Regions from separate parts of the Drosophila melanogaster genome. Here region 1 is linked to region 2. A link is a contact called in public Hi-C data. All regions are on one chromosome and are shown on one strand. The core of a region is the stretch at or near the end of the contact, and the rest is flanking DNA. Distances in the headings are between cores, read along the strand shown.

Region 1 (4,417 bases), core at 1,051-3,550, 270 kb after region 2:
TTAATCAGCCGCATATCAATATCCGTGCAAACATAGCTCCACATCAAAACATATGTATGCATATATGCGCTACATATGTCGCGACCTTTTGGACATGGATTTGCCTTGCCTCAAGGATTTTCCCTCAGCCATAAGGAATTGTGTTCTGTTGACAGTAGTTTTTGGGGTGAAGGTTAGTTAGCATTCTCGAAGCAGGACAAGGCAAATAGATTCATGGTATGGTAAAGTCGCGATTTGTACAGGAAGTAATGTAAGTCCTTAAAGTAAAGTCAAGGAAATGAGTTGAGACTTATTTTTGAAAACAATATTTATGAGTGCAAGAGCACTACTTCATTATTCAACCAACAACATATTATTTCTAGCAAATCTTGTAATATTTTATATAATACTTTAAATATCATTGCAGTTATCTTCTATATACACCTAAGATAAATCAATGCCTAGCACATATCCCTAGTTCGACTCATTCGGCTCCCATTGACAAAGTCATTAGTTAACATCCCTCTGATCTCAAAGCAAACAGGGTGACCACGACTTCCCAGGACCGAACCAAATGAACCACAGATTAATCCCAAAGCCACGACGACAATTAATATGCTGCCATATCCACGCCCGAAAAAAAAAAAAGATGGGCAAACCGGTCAGTGGAAAAGAGATTAGAACAGTCAAATGACTTTAAATTAAGCCGATGTGCGTCTGTCCGTCGATTTAATTAAAATCAAAACAAAATCTTTGCCCGCCGACACGCCCCTTTTGGTGGCAGCAAATAGACAAATAATAAAACCATAAATAATGCAAAACAATAAACGAGCAAGTATTCATAAATTATTAACGCAGAAGCTGCTGGCCGACAAAAGGCAGCGCAAATACCCAAAATATTTTGCCAAAGCATTTAGAAGGACAATGAGGCACGAACCAGATGACAGAATCCGGGGTAGAATAGCAAATCCCCGCAGCAAATAATTGAGCCTCATAAAGGAAATATCATTCATTGATTTTCCCCCGGCAACCACAACAGATTCTCGACCTCTCATCTTTCCCAGCAAGTGGATGAAGTCGTCGGGCGGTTGCAAATGGTCCTTGGAATGGGAATGGGCACGAGCATGGGTTGGCCAGTGGTGGTGGGTCATGGGGCTTCATTTAGCTGACTCTATGGACAGCTGACGAAACTATCCACCTAGCGGCGAAGGAAGACTTTCACATGAATCCCAAATCTATGCCCCGTCATGATTTGCACAAAAAACTTGAGCTGGCAAATTTGTCAGTGGGCACAAAGGACGCGGCAAAGAAGAAGATGAGGGAAGCGGAACGGAAAAAATCTAAGGACGAGTCAGGGAGAACAAATGATAAATTATTGAGGGATTTTCGTTAATTTGATGACACTGATGATGGCCAAGGCCAGATTATCCTGACTGCCGAATTTTGATTGGGCCAAACAGGGAACAGAAGACATATCTCATAAAATAATTTGTAATGATTTCAATTTTAATAGATATAGATATACTTATGTTCGATTAAAATCTTTTTGTTATAGGCGTAGAAATTTAAATAGCACCATATGTCAGCTAATCGAGAGTATTTTTATAAGCTTATCAACATAATTTTACCAATGTCTTCAAAGCTAAGACGATGAAATACACTTTTAATATATATAATATAATATAATAATATAATATAATATAATAATATAATAATAATATATAAGATGTTAAACGGAATCCCGTTTTTATAAAGTGAATGTTTTCAAACTATTACTTATTTCCATATTTAATAAGTGAAAGTTTTCTATTTTCGAATTGGTATTAAAGCAATAAGCTGAGTATATAGGTATTTATTTTATACTTATGGCGTAAGGCATGGAAATATAATTTATTGAAAGTCAAATTCTTGGTGTTTTTAACTTAATGAACTGATTATACATATTATTTATCACTCTTATTCTTTATTTTACTTCTTTTTTCGAGAGCATTAGTCGCAAGTGCGTCTTCGCTAGCTTTGGAATGTGTACTCGCTAATATGGAAGTATGTACACACTGCATAGAATGAAAAAACGCTATCTTATTCCAGAACCTCAAATCTTGTACAGCTTGAACTCTTTTAGACATGTTTATAAATGGCTGAAGTTGCTTATGTTAATAGGAGTCTACGATTAACTGTCAGATTCCAATAATCCGATCAAGTGGCATCTTTTAATGCACAAGTTTAAATGGTTTGCCTAACAGTCACGATAATATATATCAAATGGTTGGCAACGCGATACGTAGCATTCTGAGTTGACCCGACAATGAACTGGTATCTATTTAGTAGCCAGTTAGTATTTTATTGGGGCGGTCACACTGATCCGTACCCAAAAACAATCAACCGATGCGAAAAGCATAACAATTCGAAAGTTTAAAATTCGGTCAAGATGAGCGCCTATTATCGGCGCGCGGCGTTGCGGAAGAAGAGCCCAAGCCGAGGGTCATCCTTCGAGTTGGAGATGAACGAGTCTGGCTACACATCCTTCCTGGCGCTGCACAATTCCACCGCGGAGACGCCATTTTTATTGGAGGACGCTGAGGGCGAAAACTGTCGCAATGCATCGAATACCACAACATTCTTTCGGGGGCTGAACACGCCCAGTGGCCACCAGGAGCAGGACCTTTACTGGGGCAAGCCCTATCCCAGAACACAGCCCCAAAAGAAATTTTCCGCGGAGGAGGAGCCTTTCTCTATGACTCCGCGTCTGCAGGATGAGCATAGTCTGCCCAAGCGACGCAAGAAACACTTTCAATCGCCACACAGTAGCCCCAAGAAGTCCAAAAAGCTGCTCTTTCCCCACATAGAAGAACCGCCCAAGAATCGCTTCTACGGCGGTGTCGAAAAGCTGGATATCGTGGCCAAGCTGGCGCAATGGCAACCGGCACTGCAGTGCATACTGCGTCATGTGGGCGCCCACACGCTGGACGTGATGACCAAGGTATCGCCGGCCTGGAAGCAGGCTGTTTATCGCAGCCAACGCGACTTGGAGCGCCTACAGAACCACCGACTCAAATTGAATCTAACCAAAGAGAATCCTCACGTGCCCAAGCGGTGCAGCCATGTGCCCAAGGCAAACCACACAGTGCCATTGCAGACCTCGAACCATAGCAGCCTGGCCAACAGCGCCGCCTCGCTAATGGACTCGGGCAACTCGAGCATCCACCTGATGGACGTGGATGCCGGAAGGGTGCTGCGCGAGCAGACGCAGCGCGTCAAGTGTCCGCGATGCGGTCGAGGCAGCCGGGTTTTCATAAGCGAGGCGGCCAAGTGTGGCGAAAACCTATTGTCGCAAACTCTGCCTATTGGACGTACAACCAGCACATTCCCCTGCATGACGGGTCCGCCTCTCAAACGCTTCCTGTCCCTGGATCTTGACGAGGTCAGGACTTCACCGCAAGGACCGCCATATAACTTCGCCGAATGCACCAGTGTCATCTGCCAGTTTCGGTTCTGCGTCAACTGTCTGTGCAAGTCGCATCCCGGCGAGCGTTGCCTGGTCACCGAACTGGACACACCATCCAAACTGATGATGCCACGGGAGCGACTGACGCCGCCACAACGTGCCCAGAACCGTGATCCGAAAATCACAAGGAAGAACTCGCTCAAGCGGCTCTGCTTTTAGCTTTATCATAGGCTTTTAACTATTACGATTAGTATTCGATTTTTTTAAATCTCATTAATTTCGTATTATGTCCATCGCATTAAGTTCCATTTCATCACGTACATTCATATATATGTTTTTAAATCGTTCCATGTAAGGTTTGTCGGAATTCTGTACCTCTGCGAGATTAAGTATTTTTTACACATGCAAAATATATAAATCATTTTTAGAACTATAATTGTTATAATTATAACTGGGGGAAAGTGATTCCTGTTTATTAACATGTAAGGCTTTGTTATTATACATCATTATAACAGGCTTCAAAGGCAGCCTTAATATGTTAGGCAAGTCTTAAAAATATTTTATTATTATTGATTGCATTGCATAAAATAAATTCAAACAGAAAATGTTTAAAATCAGCTGTAGTATACTGGTTTGGGTCTTGGCTAACGCCAATGCGCGCTATTTACCGTAAGCTACTTTGTGTACTGCCAAGAGATCTTTGGCCACACCAACAAAACACGTGTGGAGTGCGGTTGCCGCACATTTATTGTTCTCCGTTTTTACCTTTAATTAACTTGAGAAAAAAGGAAAAAACGATCATCCAAAATGAGTACTGCGTTGGCACAGCAGCTGCAGAAACTGGCTGCGCCGCAGTCGTCGGTAACTTTGGCAGATGCACGAAGTCGCGCCTCCATACTCTTCGATCCCAAGGAGGCGGCCACCAAGGATCGGCGGTCCATTTATGAGATCGGGTTAACGGGACTGCAGGAGCTGACCGACTTTAATCCGGCC
Region 2 (3,852 bases), core at 99-2,598:
AGTCGTTCAGCAAATATTAAGCAATGTAAATTTAAGGATTTTAGGTAATCAAAGTTAAAGTACTAAGTTAAAGTTAAAGTACTAAAAGTATGGCAGTCCATTGATTTAAAAAACTTCATCTTTATTTATTAAAACAATGTGTGCACTTTTTATGCAACAGTCAACTAATTAACCTCCTCAAACGCGCATATTTGCATACCTAATTATAGCCAATTTCATGATTTGGTAAATATTGTCATTTAATAAAAAAAAGCGAGTATAATGAAAGCTTTGTGTTTTACGTTTGACAACGCTTTTTCATTACGTAAATTACCAAAAATTCAGTTGCACTGCCTTCAAGGCATTTTCCTTGTGCTGGAATTCAAATTAAATTGCCATATTTACATAAATGTGCCGTAATGACGCTAGAGAGTTAATTAGATTGCATAACAATAACCCTTACATTCTGCTTACGTCAGAGCTAGCCAACTTTCTAATGCCACGCCAGACTTATGTATTCTCCTGGCGCTTTTCAATTTTCCCCGCCATTAAACAATTTGAAATTTTAATCCCAACCAGAAGTTTAAGGTTTCCTTGACTTTCGACTGAGCTCCGCGATAACCGGAAACTCAGGATATCGGCACACGCACACACGCAGACCGGAAAATATTTGTTTTTAAAATTAATTATGCCTAATTATATTTGGGCTCAAAACATATTCCTCTGCTGGCTGCGTACGCAAAATGTGTAACAAAAGAAATTACCTCATCATCGTAATTATCCTGCTCCGGCATGACGCGATATTTGTGGGCTTACGGCGATGGATTTAGCGGATGTCCGATGGGCGCGGTGGGGTGGGTGTTGTTTGGTTGACAAATTAAAGAAGCCGCCGGCTGTTGTCTCTGTGGTCCGCTGGCTTTATGCTTTTCAGACTGCTAATCGAATCTATCAGCTGCACCAGGCGATTTATTCGCAAGCTCTGGCTATTTGTCTAGTTGTGAAAATCAGCTCGCTGCGTCCGCCTTGGGCGTCTGGTGGGATTCGAGATAACTGAAGTTACTACCCATGGTCATGCTTTCGCGAATTATTCGGCAACTTTCGTCCTTGACTTTTGCCAGCTGTCCTTCCGCCTTGCGTCGACCACGCCCCGTTGCCCTGTGCTTCTTGTTTTGTTGTTGCTAATTATGGTTTGGTAGGGGCGTTGTTTTTTCGACGTTTGACTTAGGAACTCGCAGTGCGCTTTTGCTCGCCGCGTCTGCACCGCCTAATGAGCGTGCATTCTTAGTTTTCCCAGCTGCAGCCAGCACAGTTCATCCTTTGTTGGTGTAGTTGTAGTTGTAGTAGGCGTTGGTGTAGTTGTGCCCGTTGTTGAGACACTAATGATGCAGCATACTTTTAGGCCAAGCGCTAAATTGGAATAGAGTGGGTTTTGGAGTGGGGAAGAAAAAACACACACGATATTTTAAAATTCACTTCTTGCTTAAACATTTTCTTGTTGCTCTGGTGTTTTGTTGGTGTTGTTGTTGTTCTTGGTTGCTGTTCATATGCACCGTGTGTTGTTGTTGTTAGTGCCAATTTGTTGTTTGTTGTGCTTTTAGCCTTGGTCGTGTGTGCGTGTGTGTGTATATGCGGGGGTGTTAGGGTTGTGCTTATATAACATGACACATGCTGCATACTTTCGTTCTTGTCTGTGTTGGGCTTTGCTGGCATTTGAATGTGGGTTAAGTAGTCTAGTGCTTAAATATTTGCATAAACAAAGGCCGCTGCCCAAAAGCAGGCGATGTTAGTTCTAATTACATGTACTGCGACTATGTATGTTTCCAGTCTTGTACTTTTCGATTGGTGGGTAGAAACATGCAGGTAAACCCAAAAAACTAATCTGTTTATTATGCAAAATGTCGCAGACGGTGGAAAAGGGGGCGTGGTTGCTACACTTTAAACACGACTGCTCTGTTATATGCAAATTAAATCCATGGGGCAGGGTGCAGTGGCAGAGAGCAGTGTTAATAGCATTACATTTTCAATTTAAGTTATGGCAAGTTTTTTCTCGCTCCTTTGCTTTTTTTTTCTTGGTACCGCTTATAAGTAGCTTATTATGCAAAATGCATGCACAGTTAACAATGACTACAGGGTATGTGCAGATGTGGAGAGACATTCATAGTTGGGTGGAAATTGGGCTAAAGTCCGTAACATTTGTTTGTGGTGTTAAAGAGAATTTCAAGTGATCGCCATCATATGAATAAATAAGTTTATAGGCTACAAAAATAATTAAGTTTAAATTTAAATAAGAGGTGAAAACCGATTTTCTGCTGCTTCAATGACTCAACAGCTTTCCGAGCCACAAGAGGATCAAGCGAGTGTTATCCCCATAATCCAAAGGCTATCAAAGCCATTTTCTATATGTATACTATAATTACCCTGAATGTCAGCTTTGTAGCTCGACGGCATGAGGAAGACAAATGACACCACATCCAAATAAAAGCAGCATACATATTCCTGTCGAAAAAGCGTTAAAACTTGTTCTTGGCCCCAAGAGAAGCTTTGGCTTAAATAGCCAATGACACACAAATAATCTACAATAGCCCCATGGCAGCAAGAGGGGAGAGGTTTTGGAAGGGAAGAGTGTTTATCATTCGCCTGAGTCATCTTTGGGGAGCATTCACTGTGCACTCCGCTTCCTCGAAGCGCATTACAATGCATAAACTTTGGTCATTGTGGGGCTTCTGCCCGCCTTTCACCTCCACCGGCATGCTCAACTATAAATTTAAGCAAAATGTATGAAAGAAAACACAATCCTCGACCTAAACGTCACTTTTGGGAACAATGGCAATTTTTGATATATGTGCATGTGTAGCTGCTAACATAAATTTCATTAATTTTTACGTAGCCAAATTGTTTGGGACTTTTGTTATGTTCTTTTGCCATACTGTTTTGTATTATTTCTTACGCAGCCAAGCGCGAATGGTATTGTTTTCATAAAAATGATTTTCATTTTTACCTCGAACAATGTACCATTGAAATACTCCTCGCAGCCAAGTAAAACAAAACATTTTGCATATTTTGTGATGGCTCCGAATGGCGGAGTTCTGCTGACCCAGGGATTGTAATTTACGGCTCCTTCTAAGGATACCGGAAACCATATAAGCATTTTTAGAATCTTCATTAAAATACTGCTATAAAAACTGTTGAGAAATCGTATAAAAAATCGTATCTAAACAATTTTGTATACCTTCTTTATGCAGTTAAAGCACGTGCCTCTTTACGAATTCCACGGCTTAATAGTTGCAATTAAATTTATTATGCAACTTTTTATGGAAAATTCAGTGCGTGGTAAATTCCTCGGTTCGTATTTTCCGTTTTTATACTTTGAAAAGTTTTTTTTTTAGCTTTCTTTGCAACTTGGTTTCATGCGTTTTGTTATCAACATGTTGACATTCACTCGAATAATGGGAGACTCTATTGCCCATCCTACTCTTATTGTTCTATCTCGCTCTGACAACGACTTCCGGCATGATGCAACCGTGCGTAAGTCACTTCCGGTTGAAGGACGAGTGCCGTTTCATAAAGTGCCACACACACAAATTCCCAGCGCACTGCCAGTATATCATTCGTATCGGACTGCTGGCACTTTGCAAAAATTTTAAATTTATTGCTTCAATGACCACACGAAGATCAGGAGTCCGCCAGCAAGAACTGGAGCAATGGTCGGTCCCGTTGTCGATCCCGTTTGCTTGCAGTCAGCTTGATTTGATTATTTTATCCTTTTGCCCCGCCCATTTGCCGCCCCTCTCCCCCTAATTTCAGCAGCACTTTCACAGCAAAATATTGCGTAGCATAAAATTAGGCCGGCTCCATTAAACGGGGTGGCAAACG

What was found. A called contact is a pair of places that touch in the nucleus more often than the background predicts.
Region 1: a contact with region 2 is called in a Hi-C map of the Kc167 cell line, with 2.0 times the contacts expected there. The contact joins the promoter of Rca1 here to the enhancer-like site in region 2.

Annotation. Positions count from the first base shown.
Region 1 is chr2L:6,850,015-6,854,431 of dm6, forward strand. It overlaps Rca1 (Regulator of cyclin A1), which reads left to right and starts at 2,301. Exons shown (of 1, transcript NM_057866.3): 1 at 2,301-3,852. The coding sequence starts at 2,408. The coding sequence ends at 3,643. It overlaps l(2)k09022 (lethal (2) k09022), which reads left to right and starts at 4,128. Exons shown (of 4, transcript NM_135235.3): 1 at 4,128-4,417. The coding sequence starts at 4,232.
Region 2 is chr2L:6,585,758-6,589,609 of dm6, forward strand. It overlaps Dpp10 (Dipeptidyl peptidase 10), which reads right to left. Exons shown (of 16, transcript NM_135207.3): 2 at 744-1,386. The coding sequence starts at 773. Among named protein-coding and RNA genes, the nearest start is that of Dpp10, 13 kb to the right of the region's middle. Within about 2 kb of position 1,349, at least 8 of the 39 cell types and tissues checked have an H3K27ac peak or open chromatin away from gene starts, as enhancers often do. A contact at or near this core is called in the Kc167 cell line, where this site is marked.